Linked DNA regions of Mus musculus: regions 2, 3 and 4 are each linked to region 1. Evidence: chromatin contacts called from public HiChIP or PLAC-seq data. All regions are on one chromosome and are shown on one strand. Each heading gives the region's core, a stretch centred on a gene start, on an enhancer-like site or on the middle of the called end of the contact. The rest is flanking DNA. Distances are from core to core; before and after follow the strand shown. Region 1 holds the start of Chpt1 (choline phosphotransferase 1). Region 2 holds the start of 1700113H08Rik (RIKEN cDNA 1700113H08 gene). Region 3 holds the start of Actr6 (ARP6 actin-related protein 6). Region 4 holds the start of 1500026H17Rik (RIKEN cDNA 1500026H17 gene).

Evidence for each region. HiChIP or PLAC-seq counts read pairs in DNA pulled down with a chosen protein or histone mark.
Region 2: a contact with region 1 is called in an H3K27ac HiChIP or PLAC-seq map of differentiating embryonic stem cells, with 5 times the contacts expected there. The contact joins the promoter of 1700113H08Rik here to the promoter of Chpt1 in region 1. A contact is called at or near these places in 1 of 39 promoter capture datasets (liver) and 3 of 115 datasets of contacts at active chromatin or transcription factors (astrocytes, differentiating embryonic stem cells and embryonic stem cells).
Region 3: a FOXA1 HiChIP or PLAC-seq map of pancreatic cancer cells shows a contact between it and region 1. The contact joins the promoter of Actr6 here to the promoter of Chpt1 in region 1. A contact is called at or near these places in 2 of 39 promoter capture datasets (neutrophils and pre-B cells) and 1 of 115 datasets of contacts at active chromatin or transcription factors (pancreatic cancer cells).
Region 4: an H3K27ac HiChIP or PLAC-seq map of thymic regulatory T cells shows a contact between it and region 1, with 5 times the contacts expected there. The contact joins the promoter of 1500026H17Rik here to the promoter of Chpt1 in region 1. A contact is called at or near these places in 2 of 39 promoter capture datasets (the C10 cell line and pre-B cells), 3 of 484 Hi-C or Micro-C datasets (CD4 T cells, rod photoreceptor and uterus) and 1 of 115 datasets of contacts at active chromatin or transcription factors (thymic regulatory T cells).

The regions. Positions count from the first base shown.
Region 1 is chr10:88,501,755-88,505,805 of GRCm38.p6, reverse strand. Chpt1 (choline phosphotransferase 1) reads left to right here and starts at 1,836. Exons shown (of 8, transcript NM_144807.3): 1 at 1,836-2,221. The coding sequence starts at 1,949.
Region 2 is chr10:87,056,146-87,060,196 of GRCm38.p6, reverse strand. 1700113H08Rik (RIKEN cDNA 1700113H08 gene) reads right to left here and starts at 2,151. Exons shown (of 6, transcript NM_029685.1): 1 at 2,038-2,151.
Region 3 is chr10:89,730,117-89,734,167 of GRCm38.p6, reverse strand. It overlaps Actr6 (ARP6 actin-related protein 6), which reads left to right and starts at 1,873. Exons shown (of 11, transcript NM_025914.3): 1 at 1,873-1,994. The coding sequence starts at 1,927.
Region 4 is chr10:89,684,176-89,688,226 of GRCm38.p6, reverse strand. It overlaps 1500026H17Rik (RIKEN cDNA 1500026H17 gene), which reads right to left and starts at 1,864. Exons shown (of 3, transcript NR_130956.1): 1 at 1,708-1,864. Scyl2 (SCY1-like 2 (S. cerevisiae)) reads left to right here and starts at 1,933. Exons shown (of 18, transcript NM_198021.3): 1 at 1,933-2,189.

The DNA.
Region 1 (4,051 bases), core at 587-3,086:
AATGAAACTTTGGATCACAGCCTCAAAGCCAGGAAGTTCAGCCCCCCTGCCTCCCCCTCCTCCTAGTTGTTTGGGAATTGTGGTCACCTGTTTTGGGTCAGGACAAGAACAATACCCTGAAGGCAGCAGACAAGGAAATGGAAGAAACCAGTGTCTCTCACACACTGAGGGTTTGCAGCAGCTCTCAATGATCTACCCAGACACGATGCTTGGGCAAAACGAACTTCTGTCTCATTCAAGCCTTGTACTTGACCTAGAAGTAGCCTAAAGCAATCGTCGATACCTTCTGAGCATGCTGTATGCCCCTTTACAACAGCATGGCATTGGAAGAGGTCAAGTGTAATTGCTTGTAATCAGAGCTACTTAGGAGGCAGAGGCAATTAGTTCAAGGACAGTCTAGGCTGCGTAGCAGGATTCTGTCTCAAAATCAAAGCAAACAAAGGACTGAAGATAAAGCTTAGCAGGGCCCAGCAAGGTGCTTAGTTCAAAGTCCAGGAGCAAGATAAAGTACTAGGAATCTATAATGTAAGTGTTACCAATCCCCTGCCCCCCCCCCCCCCCCCCGCCTCTGACTGGAAAGTGCTGGGATAAAGGCCTGCAGTACCATCACCCAGCTATTTTATTTTATTTTATTTTATTTTATTTTATTTTATTTTATTTTATTTTTGGTAAGAGGCCAGGTAATGAATATTCAAGACTTTGTAAGTCATCTTGTGCTATACAACTCCTCACCTCTGTGGGAAGAAACACAGCTATAGTCACAGAACTGAGATTTAAATTATATCAATTCTAACATCATAAACTTTATTCTTTGTTTTTTTTCCCAGTAATTAAAAAATGTAAGACGCATACTTCTGTAGTGTGCTGTGAGAATGAGATGGAAGGCCTGTCTTTTGAGCCAAAAGTTGCTAACCGTTCCTCAAAATAGGTGAGGAAGAGTGTATCCCATGACCTCTGTTGCTTAATCCAAGAAAGCAGAAAGTAGTTTCCAGCTTGTCTGATGTGTTAGAAAGGTGCATACAGATCAGACCCACTACGTCTAGATCAAGTGGGCAGCCTATGTCTGGTTAGGCAATAGAACATGCTTATGACAGCCCCCAGTCCAAATGGGTGCATTGTGAAGTAAGGAGCTGGTGACCTTCCATTATGTGGCAATCGGCCTTCTCCACTGAAGAAACTGTGAAACTGGCTAAGAATTTTCTCTGCTCCAAGGAAGGAGTGTCAAGTGGTCTGAAAAAACAGGCATTTGAGTTTCAAACATTCAGTTTCCCTTTGACGACAATATTTCTAAGATCTGGGGGTTTTGTTTGTTTGTTTTAAAACCTTGCCGTCTGATCCCGCAGTGAGGGGTAACTAAGTTAATATGCGGAGGGGCCTTTGTATATTCCCATGGTGCTTGAGTACTTTCTGATCAGTACATACATGGTGACCACTCCAGGTTTCAGTAGGCGACATTTTCTTGACTAATAAGAGGCCGGGGCATAGACACACAAGTCAGAGTTGTTCCTACCACTCAGTAGAAAAAAACCAGCTCAACCAGGATCCAGGCTAGCCAAGCGTCGTCACGGAAACCTGAGCAAAGGCTGGAGAGGAGGGCGAACCCTTGAGCCCCAATAGAAAAGTCACAGCGGCAGGGCCAGAGCTGCCCTCGACCTGAGTCTGAAAGCGCAGGCTGCTTGACCCCTCCCGGGGCGTCCAGAGCCAAGCTCACTGAGGCCCCGCCCCGGTCCCGCCCCCAGCCTCGCCACCGCCCGCGAGCTCGCTGAGGCCCCACCCCCCCGTGGCCCGGCCTTGCCCCGCCCCCGAGGCCCGGCCCCGCCCCCGCGGCCCGCTGCTAAGTGAGTCCCACCGGCGGAGCTGGCCCGGGCGCTGTGCCCTCGCTCGGCTCTCTCCGCCCCCCGCGCGGGCCGCGGGCTGCGCCGGGTCGCGGCGGGCCCCGCAGGCAGCCATGGCGGCGGGCGCCGGGGCCAGGCCGGCGCCGCGCTGGGTAAAGGCGCTAGGTGAGCCGCTCAGTGCCGCGCAGCTGCGGCGGCTGGAGGAGCACCGCTACACCGCGGTGGGAGAGTCGCTGTTCGAGCCGCCGCTGCAGCTTTACTGGACCTGGCTGCTCCAATGGATCCCGCTCTGGATGGCCCCCAACACCATCACCCTCATCGGCCTCGCCATCAACCTGGTCACCACACTAGTGCTCATCTTCTACTGCCCTACAGTCACGGAGGAGGTAGGGCTGGCCGCCCGATGGTACTGTTCCCTGGAGCCCCCCTTGGGCCTCCTTCGGAGACGGCTCCACTATAGGCGTCAGTGGAGCGGGGAGACCCTGCGTAGCGGAGCATCCTCTAGGTCTCCCTCTAGGAGGGAGGTGCGGACGCGACCAGATTGCTGTCCCCTGGCAGTATTCATTTTCAGCCTCCCCGGGGCTCCTAGAGACTGTCGCACCACTACCCCAATCCTGTGACCATTCTGAGCTTCTCTGGGGGGCAGGGGCGCTGTCAAGGTCACTTACTGCCCCAGCCCTGTCTGCCAATCTCATCCCTGGGGCCATGGGACCACCAGCCCATATTTCGCACACTGGAGATTAAATACCTACATCTCCATGCTAGCAGGACTTGTGGATGGGTTAGGTAAGGCCAAGTGCCCTTTAGCACTTTATAATTCTGTTTCTCAAAGGTGGTGCCTAGCGATCCTGAAATTACTGGTAGCACTGATCGAAGATAAGTTATTTCTGGATAAGATAAGAAACTTCCTCGTTGCTTCCTTGGCTTTTTCATGAAAAACAAACAGGATGTAGGTGACAGTCTTTACAATTATCTAGACTTTGAGATTATAAATACCAACATATTTTATTAGTTGTAATTATATCCAACCTAAGTCTAAAGTAAGAATATTAACATGGGCTTTAGACAGTGGTGGTCAGAAGTGGTTCATTGGGCTGAGTATAGAGAGCATAAAAACAAGGGAGAGTGTCTTGAAACACTATATAGGATAACATTGCAGATTCCATGGCATTACTTTCTTTACGCTCCCTCTGTAATTACGTGTAAATATAGATCGTGCACAAACTCGAGAGTCGAGGTTGGATACCAGGAATACAATAGAAATAGCTCATGTTCTGCATCCATGCAAACACTTCTTTTTAAGGGCTTAGTGGAGCCTGCCCTTTAAAACATCTTGCCTGCCAACAACTGTGTTTGTCACGTGTACCTCCACTGTCACTTGTTTTCATGTGATTTAAAACACTAAGCTGTTTGGGGTTTCACTGGTTCCCGAACCCCCTGAAGCTCACTGTATCAGGATGGAAGCATGGCAGGCCTGCAAGTGAAGGATTTGACTCCCCATCATCCGCCACCATGGCAGACCTAACCGATCTGTTTTGAAAATAGAAATAATGCCTGCCAGGCCAATTTTACAGGGCAGCTGTGAGGACTGAAGGATACATGCAGATAATTGTAGGGCCCTGCCCTTTACTCAACAAAGTAAAACTCTCTCAACCTATTAAAAATACACAGTTGGTAAACAGTGTTGTGACGCAAGCATAGTAAAATTTAGCTTTGATTTGGGCTTAGATTTGGCTAACAGTCTGGGTGTTTCTGGCATTAGCCAATTAAGCTGTCAGCATGGATGTCATTCACCATTCATTTGTGGACGGAGCACTTAGGAGAACGAACGGATAAACAAGGCCTAAGGCCCTAGGGTGGAAGGGGACTTGTGGATGAGATAAATTTGTGATTATCTTATAGGATTAGACTCATTTTTCAAAGAGGATGTGATAGGCCCTGAGAGATCACTTAAGCCAGAGCGGCCCAGGTAAAAGGGCTAAGGGGTAGATGGAAGATAACTATGCGAGTTTGTAAAGTGCATGTCACTGGATCCTGTATTTGCCTCTAAGTAGCCTGAGTAAGAAGAGGAACAACATTGTAGGATCCACATAAGATGTAGCTACGAACGTGTTCTAAGACTAGTTTCTGGCTATTTTGCTTTAATAAGTGACATGGGTCGATAAAATTCAGATCCAAGTTGATCCAACTGTGAAGGATACATTCTTTTTGTTGGA
Region 2 (4,051 bases), core at 902-3,401, 1.4 Mb after region 1:
AAGATAAACATAAAAAAGATAAACATAGCATTCCAAGAGAAAGAAACGCAATCTCACAATTTTTCAAATAAATGCAAATGGTATATATCCTTTAAGTGAATGAACATCGTAACCGTTTTTTTCTAAATATTAGGTAATTATTACTAATTCTCCTGTCTAGGAGGTTTGTATAAATTGACTATGTTTGAATTCTAGTGAAGTCCACTGGTTTAAGAATGTGGCAAAAACACTGGCTCAAATTGAGTAAAAAGCATTTGAAAAAGTCATTAAGAGCCCTCAAAAGAATCGCTTTTTTTTCTGGTTGTAAGTGTGTATAGCAAGGATCTAAGACGTGTTTTAAAGTAAAACAACTCTCTCATACAGCCTTGGCTACATGAAGCATCGTTCTCTAACAATGGCCTGGCCCTCTTGGCCTCTCTTTGTCCTCCAAAATGCCTCTTTGTAAATCACAGGTGTTTGTGGGCAGAAAGACCATCAGAGGGGAGTTTATTAAGAGTTTTTTTCTTTCCCACTTGTTCTAAACCTGTTCAGAGAGCGCTTCATGCCACACACCAAATCTCCATAAAAATCAAGAAACAAGAAGTTTTCTGTACGTCTGCCCAACAGCCGCACTATGACATTAGTTTCGACAGCTCTGTGACCCGTATTGTCCCAACTTTATTCACTAGTCTCTCTTTCTCTTTCTTTTTCTGTTGCTTTTTTTAAAAAAAGCCTTTATTGGCATTTGGCATTTTTTATCTACTGTAAAATAAAAAGGAGAAGGATGGCTTTTTTTAAAGCACTCCGTGTGACAGTTAAAAAAAGAAAAAGAAAGCTATCTACAGTTACTGTAGTAATGGTTTAAAGGAGGGGGGTAAGCACCTGCAAATCAAAGAAAGATGCCGTGGTGCTGTCATCGGACTCCCCCTCCCTTTTCTTAAAGTTATTTCGTGGCCATTATAGAGTAGACCTGGCAATGAATTTATGTGACAGCTATGAAGTTAGTATTAAAATTGTGAATACTCCCTAGCAGTTTTCATGGCCTTACTATAAGATAGTCTCAATTTGCCACACAGCGGTGAATAGGGTACAGAAGGGGGTGTGTGTGTCTAATGAATGGGAGGAGGGTGGGTGAATGGGAGGGCTTCCCAGGAGGGGCAGCACAGTAGTCGCCAGAGAGTGATTTATTTTTGCCCTTCCAGAAAGGAAAGTCCGAAGAAGCAGCAGCCTGAAAGGCCCTGAAGCATTGATGATGGTGGGGGGGGGGGGCATGGGGGCGGGTCCGGGCGGGTGTCTTTACACATTTTACCATTCCAATGCCAGTTCTAGAAGCAGGGATCAAGGCTGGGCTGTGGTAAACCCATTCCTCTAGTCTTCCCAAATCAACCATGAAATGCCAGCAGGGAGCAAAGGTAGGGCCTGCTACTACTGAATGGGAGCAAGGCAAAAGAGGGAGAGTGTCAGCCTTGATCCACTCGGGGAGAGTTCGGAGAGAGATGAAGCGTGCTGGGTGTGAGGTGGGAGAACTCTTCAGAAGCAGGGAGGATTTAGAGAGGGCATTCAGAGGGAAAAAAATGAGGTGAAGTCACTGCAAAGAGCAAAGGGGCGTGCCCAGGGCGCACGGCCCCTCCCCAGACCCCTCCCCCGACCCCTATTAGCATGCGGGCAGCGCGGGCCACGGGGCGGGGGCGGCGCAGTGGGATCACAGCGCTGGGCGCTTTGTGGGCCGCGCTCGCCTCCACGGGGGACCATCTGCTCGCTGTCAATGCATCACCTGCTCGTCTGGGCTGTCGCCCGGGCAACCGAGGGCGGGGGAGATTAAGGAGCGTGTGCGTCTTGGTGTGGGTACTGGCTGTAGGGGCGGGGGCTGGGCACAGCTCTGTCCTCCTCCACTCTGAGACTGGTCAAGCCGGATGGAGGGGGACGGGGTGACGACCACCAGGAGCGATCAGGCTCTGCTGCTCGCAGCCCCACGGCCCCTCCCGAGAGCCACCCCTACCAGAGGTGGCTGGAGTCTATAGAAGCCAAAAACACGGGGTTCTCTTCAAAGCAACCTACCTCCTCTGTGACCAGACAAGACCCACGACTTGTCTTCTGCCTGTCTACCTGCAGCTGCAGAAGCCCTATCCTGTGCCCGCCGCTGCCTTCCAAACGAGTTGGCCCCACACTGCCCCACCCTTATGGACACCTCCGGGCACCGTTCCGAGAGCCCCTCAGTCTCCCGGCAACCACAATGGGACCAGCATCGCAAGTGGACCCTGCCCCGCCCTGCCACCAAAGTCAAAGACAGTGACCACATACATCTCTTCTCCGAATCTGCTCTGCCACCCAGCCCCAAGCCCTGGACAAGCCTTCAGCTTAAAAAGATGAGCATTACTTGATTATCTTTTGTTAACAAGTTGGTTTTTCACAAAGGAGGTAGTTCTAGGGGTTATGGAGGGATTTTATTTTTTACTGAAGTCCCCTACCAATCTAGGCCTCTCCCTTGAATCCCAAGTAAAAGGAGAATGGTGCTGCAGCCAACAGCAGGGGGCATAGCTATGCCATAGATGGGAAGAGTGCCCTTTTCCCTCTTTGAGCCATAGTCTCAAATTTCTTGAAAGTTCAGAAACTTTCAAGTAATTCTATTCCAACCAGGCAAGGATTTAGCTGTGCCCACAAAGGCAGTTCACATCTGCCTGGGGATTTTATTCAGCTCGGCAGAAAAAAAAAAAACACACACACACACACACACAAAAAAAAACCCTATGAATGCTGTGTAAGGTTCCATGGACTGCAACCCAAGCCAAGGTCTAGGTTTAGGTTTGATTTTGCTTTGGGTTTTGAATTTGGATAGCGATGGTTGGATTTTTGAAACAATGTTTCATCTGTTTGCTAACACATACTGGCCTCAAACTCACTAACCAAGTGTGGCACTGAGTGCATTGTGTAGCTTAAGCTAGCCTGGAACTCACCAGTCTTCCTATCTGATTACCCACATGGGAACCTAATGCCGGCAACTAGTTAAGATTTTGTTTGTAGGCAGTGTCTAATAAATTCAAAACAAGGTTCTAAAGCCAGGAATCCCAGCACTCCTTGTGAGGTAGAGGCAGGCAGATCTCTGAGTTCAAGGCCAGCCTGGTCTATAGAGTGAGTTCCAGGATAACCAGAGTACACAGAGAAACCCTGTCTTGAAAATCAAAAACACAAACAAAATGTGTGTGTGTGGTGGGGGGAGAAGTGGTTTTTGTTTCTAATACTTAAAATACTCTTAAAACAAATCCAAAAGCAGGCATAAAGACTTACAACTCTAATCCCAGGTTTTACAAGGATGAAGCAGAAAAATCTCTAAGTTCCAGGTCAGCCTAGGCTATGGATCAACAACAAAACAAGTCAAAAGACCAGGTTAGACTCTGGATGATTCTGAGCTGTTGCTCCCAGAAGCACTTAGACAAGCAAATAAGCCACATCAAAGCTATGACAGTATTGTCAAGATGCCTCTAGACAAGAATGGCAGCACAGGGTTACCTGCCATAGCTCCAACCCAGAATGCTGTTCGCTGAAATGAATGGCATTTCAGGTGCCAACCATGGGAAATATGTTTCAGTGTTAGACTAGCAATACAGCTACAAAGTAGATGTGAGATTCCAACTAAACCAGGACCCTGGAGTTGCAAATTTTGAGGTAAAGACAATCATAATACAAGCACTCTTCTGTTTTGCACTTTCTGTTTTCTTGGGACACTCTGTAGCCCAGGCTGGCCTCAGATTCTCAAGCATCCTCTTACCTCTGCTTTCCAAGGGTTAGCTACCAGCTACAGTGCAGACGTGGTAACCTTGGGGCACAACTTCTATGTCCAAGTAACCAGACAATGGAGGCCACTGCCTGCAAGCTAGCCTCAAACAGAGGGAAGATACTGGAGGTAGGGGAGAGGTGAAGTCTTATTCACAGCTCATACTGGGTAGAATATTCTCATACCGGCCAATTATGGGGCATTGGTCTACAGAATAAGGTCAAAGGAAAGTATATATTCAGCATCTATACCAGAACTCTAAGCTGATACCCAGCCACCTCTCAAACTCTTTTGAGTATC
Region 3 (4,051 bases), core at 624-3,123, 1.2 Mb before region 1:
GACCCTAATTAACTTTTTAATATATATCAGTAGAGATTATCAATAGAATACTCTGCCTGATTTGAAGGAGTTTGATGGTTAGGCAGGTTGACAGAAGGTGCATGAAGCCCTGGGGTTTTGTCCTCAGTACCAGACAATCCAGGCAAGGTTGCGCAGGCCTGTAATTCCAGAACTCCTGCAGGCGGAGACAGGAGGATCCCAAGTTCAAGAGCGCCCTTCTATATAGTAAATTTGAAGCCAGCCTGGGCTATGTTAAACCCTATCTCAAAATAAATATTAAGCAAACTAAAAAAAATGATAACAGTATCTATTGACAGGTAGGTGCTTGACTTCTAACACTAATATTAAACCATTCTATAACATAGTGAGAGTCATATTAGTTTATTTTATAATTTAGATAACCCAAGGGTCATTAAGTTGCTTAAACATTTTTTTCTTTTTTCTTTTTTTTTCTTTTTTCTTTTTTTTTTTTTTTTTTTTTTTTTTGAGACAGGGTTTCTCTGTATAGCCCTGGCTGTCCTGGAACTCACTTGTAGACCAGGCTGGCCTTGAACTCAGAAATCTGCCTGCCTCTGCCTCCCAAGTGCTGGGATTAAAGATGTCCGCCACCACCGCCCGGCTTAGTTTAAACATTTTTTTTAAGATTTATTTATTATTATACATAAGTACACTGTAGCTGACTTCAGATGCACCAGAAGAGGGTATCAGATCTCATTACAGGTGATTGTGAGCCACTATGTGGTTGCTGGGATTTGAACTCAGGACCTTCGGACGAGCAGTCAGTGCTCTTATCCTCTGAGCCGTCTCTCCAGCCCGCTTATATGTTTTTAATGTCATAGTCACAGTTTAAAATTAGAAGGCCACACTCTCATCTCTTTATCTCCTGGAGTTTTAAACACTAGTTAATACGTGTAAAGAAAGTGAAACAGCTTACTCTCTCTTTTTTTTTTTTTTTTTTGTTTTGGTTTTGGTTTTTTTGAGACAGGGTTTCTCTGTGTAGCTAACTTACTCTTAAGCATGGCTGTGTATTCATTTATATCAGATTCATTACCCGAGATTATTTTGTAGCAGAGTCTACATTCCAATCAAAACATTTTGAGAGAGACTCTCTGTATCGTGTATGTCTGGCTGTCCTACGTAAACCAGGCTGGTTTTGAACACCCAGAGAGCCACCTCCCTCTGTCTCCCGAGTGCTGGGATTAAAGGCGTGTACCATTACGCTCAACTCCAAAACTTTTTCTTAACATTATGAAACACAAGCTCTCCGTTGTACAGAAACACCCAGGAACGATATCTAATTCCAGGAGTCAGAGCAGACAAGGAACATGTCAGATGTCAAGAAGTCCTTTGTAGATAGGATACATAAATAAGTAGCGGAGAACAAGCAGGGGGATTCGTTGGGGAATGTGCAAATAAGTTAAAGCACAACGCAGATAACAACACAGCCCATACATAATTTATTGTGACCAAATTCTATAACCTGATGACGAGTGCCAAGAAATGAAGGTGAGGCTGAAGAGACTTCGTATCCAGTTCCACGATGCGTATGGTTTCATACTCAATTCTTCAAGGCTCGGAGTGTCTTAACAACTCTAATCAGATACACGCACACGCAGCCCACCAAAGGGCTCACAAAAAGCTTCCACTCGCCAATGTGCGCAGTAAAGAAAATCAAAAGAAATAAAGTACTTAGCAGTTTCTACTACGGAATGTCGCTGCCACCGAAAATCGATGCATTTGAAAACTGGATACAAGCACAGGAAGGGCTGCTCCGCTGCTCGACTTCTGGCGTACTCCGTTGTCAGGGTAACCGGAAGTTTACGCCACGGCCACGCCCCCATCGACCATAGAGTACCGGAAGAAGCCTGAGCAGAGGAGATTCAAACAGTGGGAAAGCGACTCCGCTGCAGCGTGGTGCGTGCCGAAATGACGACCCTAGTTCTGGATAATGGAGCTTACAACGCCAAAATCGGTTACAGCCATGACAGTGTCTCGTAAGTGGTCGTCGTTCCCGAGGGACAGGACACGTACGCCTTTTAACTTGACAGACTATGCTTTCCGATTTGCGTGATCCACAGACGCCATCGCGCGCCTCCAGCCTCAGTCGGGGGATGCTCAGTTTCGAGCTGGGTTCGTTGGTTGGTTTGATGCTTTGAACTGAAATTGACTTTGATTTTTTGTTTGAGGCCGCGGGGCTGCGGAAGTGAATGTATGTTCCGTTTGGTAACGGGAAATAGGCTTCTCGAGATTGACTGAGGAGACTAAAGTTTATGAAATTTCAGAAATAGTGGGCAACGTTTCGCCTTTAGGGGAACACGATTATAGGTTTTCATCGGATCCTCAAAAGGTTCAATGCCCCCCAACCTCCCAAATAGTAAAACCCACTTCATTAGAGTCCAGGGAGTTTGAAGGCATTGGGGAACCAAGTTGAATAACCTGGTTGGTAAAGTCAGGAACGCTACGGTGGCATCTTAAGATGTGTTTTATAAAATGTATGTTTGAATAAATAGTAGACTTTCACAGTGCTAGAACTGAAATCTAGGACTTTGCGTAGGTAATTAGTACCTTCCCACAGAGCTACACCCCCTGCTGCCTTGCAGCACAGCGTGTAATCCAGGATGACCTTGAATTTAAGATCCTCCTGCCTCCACCTCCTGGTTGCTAGGATTACAGCTGAGGGCCACTACTTCAGAACTCAGTGGGCATTTGACTGAATTTTTTTTTTTTAATGCTATGTTGAACTCTTGCACGGTGGACAAGCACAACATTACTTCTTAGCCCAGCCCATATGACCAGATTCTCATATGACCAGATTCTCACAGCTTTAGTGGTGATGGAAGCCATTTATATATAAGGCTTCCACATAAGTTTTTTTTTTCCTCATTAAGAACTAGGTACATGGGGCTGGAGAAATGGCTAACCCGCTCATTCTGCTCTTCTAGAGGGCCTACGTTCAATTCCCAGCACCTACATGGCCGCTAACAACTGTCTGTAACTCCTCTCTTTCTCTCTCTCTCTCTCTCCCTCTCTCTCTCTCTCTCTCTCTCTCTCTCTCTCTCCCTCTCTCTCTCTCTCTCACATACACACACACACACACACACGGTGCACAGACATACACGCAGGAAAAATACCTGTGCACATAAATACATAAATAAACAGATGCATGTAAATACATATAGAACCAGATTTTCTGTTTTGTTTTTAATGTGCTGGAGAATGAATTATGGGCCTAGGACATGTTAGGAAAGTGCTGTGCTACTGAACTATATAGCCTCCAAGCCCCTGTGGTTCTTTATTGAGATAAGGTCTTACGCAGTGGCCCAGCTGGGCATTGTGTATCCTAAACTGGCCTCAAACTCATGAGAGTCCTCCTGTCTCAGCCTCCTGAGTGCTGGAATTGTAAGCATAACCCATCATTCCTGGCCCCCTGATCTCGTTAAAGACAAATCAAGGCCCACAGCCAGACTTTACACAGAGAGTGAGAGACCTCGGAACATTCAGCTCTAAATGGTTTGTCTCCAGCAAATCCGTCCCCTCAGAGCCAGAGGGGACGGAGGACAGCAAGATAACCAGGCCTTCTAAATCAACATGAGCAAAGGTCATGAGTCCTCAGAGACTGAAGCCCTGTGCACACGGCCTGCACAGCTCTGCATCAGGTCCTGTGTGCTTATACTCTAGCTTCCAGTTTAGTGTGTTTCTGGGACTCCTGAGCGTGTGAATGAGTGGGTCTCTGATTCTTGTGCCTTCTTGTGGGCTCTTTTCCTTCTCTTTTGTCTTGTCCAGCTTCAATGTGATAGTTTTCACTTTGTCTTTTATTTTGCTATATTCTTTTAAGAAATGAATGAATGAATGAATGAATGAAAACCTAGCCACTAAGAGTAAGAGTTAACTGAATTATCATTTGTACCTGCTGGGAGACGGAAAGTAAGTTTCCTCCAGTTGAGTGAAGCTGGGTATATCACTCACTCCACAACAGGCTTCATGATCAAGTGCAGTTGATCAAAATATAATGGACTTCACAGAGTTGTTGAAGGGAAGCAAGGTAAATAGT
Region 4 (4,051 bases), core at 615-3,114, 1.2 Mb before region 1:
GTCACAGAATCAAGAACATACTGGGTGCCTAAAGAAGGTATGTAGAGAAGGAAGAAGAACTGGAAGAGACTCCAAGGAAGACTAATATTTAGAGCAGAGATACTTAAATGCTTGGCATTCGCAGCCCTTCTTCACCAGAGGAAGCAAAAGTGCCTGTGCTGTATGTGAAGAGGAAAGTTCGCTTACACCTCCTGCCTACCTCACTTAAAGCTTGCTCTGCCTCTTGACCTACCGATGACTTAATGTAATCCTGTTTACAATAAACAGAAAGCTCTTGGATTAAAGGTATGTGCTAGGACTGAGCCATACCACAACTAGAAACAGGTTTTTCTTTTTTTCTTTTTCTTTCTTTCTTTTTCTTTTTCCTTTTCAGCAAGTAACACAATCTCAGAGGTTCACAGTGTGTTCAAATATCCTGTGATAGCTATTCTCACATGGTCTGCAAAGGATTAGGTTTGCTCACTAGGATTCTGTCAAAATGTTTAATTCAGTGTTTCTTGGTGCGTTGGCAACCTTGTACAATCACTGCTATCATCTAACCCCAGGCCATTTTATCACTCCAAAAAAGAGACTCATGTTTAGTAGAGATAAACTAGTTCCTCCTACCCCAGTAAAATATGAAATTAAAGCATGTAAGAAAGAAAAAGTTGAAATATAGAGAACATGATTTCTAGATGTTTTGTGTGCAGAATACAAGAATCTAAGCCTTTCCTTTCTTGACCACGAAGAACTAGAAGTAACATTACCAACACATAACTTATAAGATGCTCTTGGCAAAAGGACAGAAATAAAAGTCCACCCTTCTGGGGCTGGAAAGAGAAGGCTCAGCTAGTGAGATGATAACTTTCTAAGCATGCAGATCTAAGTTGGATCTCCTGAACATACATTAAAAAGCCAGGCTTGGTGGTGGGTGCTCCTAATTTCACAGCTGAAGAGATAAGAGAAAGGCAAAGCACCAGGTTCTATTTAGAGACCTTGTCTCAAAAACATGGACAGCTCCCCAGGAACAACTCCTAAGGCTAACCTCTAGCCTCGAGCTTTTCTGGCGTGTGTACATACAGCTGTACCTACACAAACATGTAAACACACCACACAAACATGTACACACACATACACACACACCCCATAATCCTCTTCCCTCTTCTCTTCCTCCCCCTCCTCCAATTCTTCTTGTAATAGAATCTACCCTATTACCCATCTTAAGACATTTTAACCTGAACCAGGGACAGAGCAGAGACAGGAGAGGCAGGGTTAGGGTTAGTTAGGGTGGTAGTAGTCCTACTACTATGTACGGGTTACTTGGATGGATAGCAGGGAGACAGAGGCTGTGCCCAGTTTCACCTAGGTATATTTTTCAGAACAATTTACTTCTTTCATTAAGCACGTAAGATAAATAATCTTTGTTGCTCTAATTGTGGAACTGTGGCACCGGGGTTATCTGAGAATGTCTTAGAAACGCAGAGCATCCGATCCTACTTGTGCAGCAGAATCTGCACTTTAACACGGCCCTGTGTGAGAAGCACGGCTTTTCTAGGTTCTAAGGTCACTTAGCAGAAAGTCAGAGAAAGCTGAGTCCTATGTAATCAGTCACTAGACCAGCAAGGGCAGGTGGCCTGGGAAACAGAAAAGGGGAGGGGCCTCACAACCAGAGCTGCAGTGTCCAGCCATCAAGTCACTGTCAGTCATCTCCAATATACATTTGGTTACCTGTCCTCATTATCTTGGAGAATCCCCTTCTATGGTTCCAGAAACTCGGGCTTCCTAGCCTGGGGCCCCGGAAAGCTGGTCTTGCCCGCGAAGACTAGTGATCAGAGTCACAGGTACGGCTGTCAGCAGAGGCCCGGGCTGGCTCCACCCCCGCCCCGGGAGCCCCGCCTCACTCCGCCTCGGGGAGGGCGGAGGGAAGCCAAGCCTTACCCTTCCGAACCGCCCGGAAGTGACGTCATGCAGGAGCGGGCAGGTCTTTCGGTGCTCTTCCCCCTACCGTGCTCTTCTTCCCTAGTCCCTTCCCTCCCTTCCCCCTTTACTCCTCGATCTCGGGGTTCTGCGGACTCGGGGGTGACGGAGGAGATGGAGTAAGCGTTCGGTGGCGGCCAGGAGCGCGGCCCGAGCAGTCACAGCCCGGAGGCATTGAGGGAGCCGGCGGGGGACCGGCCCCAGCACCGCCCCTCCAGGTAGCCGGCTGCGAGGTGAGTGACCTGTCTCGGGCACCGGGCGACCTGGGTCTGCGGCCAGCTTGCGGGCTACGGGTCTCCCCGGGCCTCCCGGCTGCTACTGTTGCCTAGTGACGGGCCGGGTCGGGCGGGCTGGCGGTGGGTGGCCCGGGAAGCCGGATCCAGGTAGCGAGAAGCGGGAGGGAGCGGATCTCAGAGGCCGGTGACTCTGGGCGAGGCCTTCGGGCGACGGGAGCCCCGCTGCCTGGGTCATTCTGCTGCTGGGAGAGTCCCCAGAGCTGGCGCAGGAGCTCGGGTTTCCGCCGTGGAGATCTCCGTATCCTTTTGGGAAATTGGACAGTGCTCCGGGACTGCTGAGACAGCCCCCCTCGTTTCTGATACTTGGTTCCGATAGCTGGGGTCACCGGCTAAGGCCCTGCACTTCGGACGCCTTTCTCTGATGGTAGTTGTCTTTCTGGACTGGACGGTTATTGTGTGTGTGAGGTGGGTGGGGCAGATAAGGTTTGAGAGAAAGAAATCCCCATGGGGGCTCCAGTGCGCCTGTTTAAGCTACAGAAAAAGGTTTAGACAGATAAAGCTTGCAGAAACTTCTTGGGATTCGCATGGACGCGTTACCTGTGATCAGTAATTAAGGACACACAGTGTTTCCCTTTCTCAACAGGATTGAAGAGACTCCAGACCAGCTCCTTAAAGTGATTTTGATTGTAAATTATCAGCTAGAGGTTTTTCTTTGCACATCAAAACCAGGGATTGTGTGATGACACTTTGAAACGCCGTATTTAAGTTTTCTGAGTCGTGCGCCTCTGTTCAGAGAAAGCAATTTAACAAAGATGCTGTAAGTCAGTCAGCCATTACAAAACCCAAGCAGTTCTGGTGTTTGCTTGGAAGATTCTTTTTCGACTTTGAAGGCTTTCCCCTCCTTAATAAAGGTTGGAGGAGAAGGGGATTGTGGTTATGCAAAGGAAAGGAGCCTAACTGAACACATAGAGCTTTATTCTGTTCAGATATACCTACGCACATGTGAAGATCATTCATTTTGTCTGTCAGAGACGATTACATATGTAATACAGATGTGTTGTAATTCCATACAGTAGGACATTGCTATACAAATACATTCTATATTTGGGAATTAAATCATGTTGACATAGTTGAAATTTGTGATTTATCCTCTCAAAAAAAAAAAACCAAAAAACCAAAAAAACTCCCCAAAACCAGGTCCTCGTACATGTTTTGATCCTATTTTATAGGAGTTGAAATTTGTTAAGTTCTTATTATTCCTCATTCGACATCTTTTATGAGGTCCTATTGATGTTTGCCTTTTAAATATTGAATCTTCATCTTCAGCACCACCTCCTTGTTGCAGTCACATTGGTCTCTTGCATCTAGAGGGCTTGACACCTGTGGTCTCTGTGCTGGGATGGACATCTCATAATATAGATCTGATCACAATGGCTTTACCTTTTGGAGTAACTGAAATTCTTTTTTTGTTGTTTTTGTTTTTGCTTTTTTTGAGACAAAATTTCATTGTATGGCCTTGGCTGTCCTGGAACTCTCTTTGTAGACCAGGCTGGCCTTGAACTCACAAAGGCCTCTGCCTCACAGAGCCTAACTGAAATTCTTGATGTCTCTGTAAGGCCCTCTTGTCTGTTGGTCTAGCTTCATCTCTACAGTACCTTTGGCATTCTTTTCTTTCCCGGTCGCCACATCCATTGTCTATCTTTCTGTTCCTCCTCCAGGCACATGGCTCTTGGTCATACTTCCTGGACGTGTCCACAAGAGCCCGGAAATGTTGTTCTTTCATATGCTCCAGGTTAATGCCTGCTTATCATTCAGTTCACTTCAGTAGTCTTTGATCAGTATAGATTCTCCTTATTAAG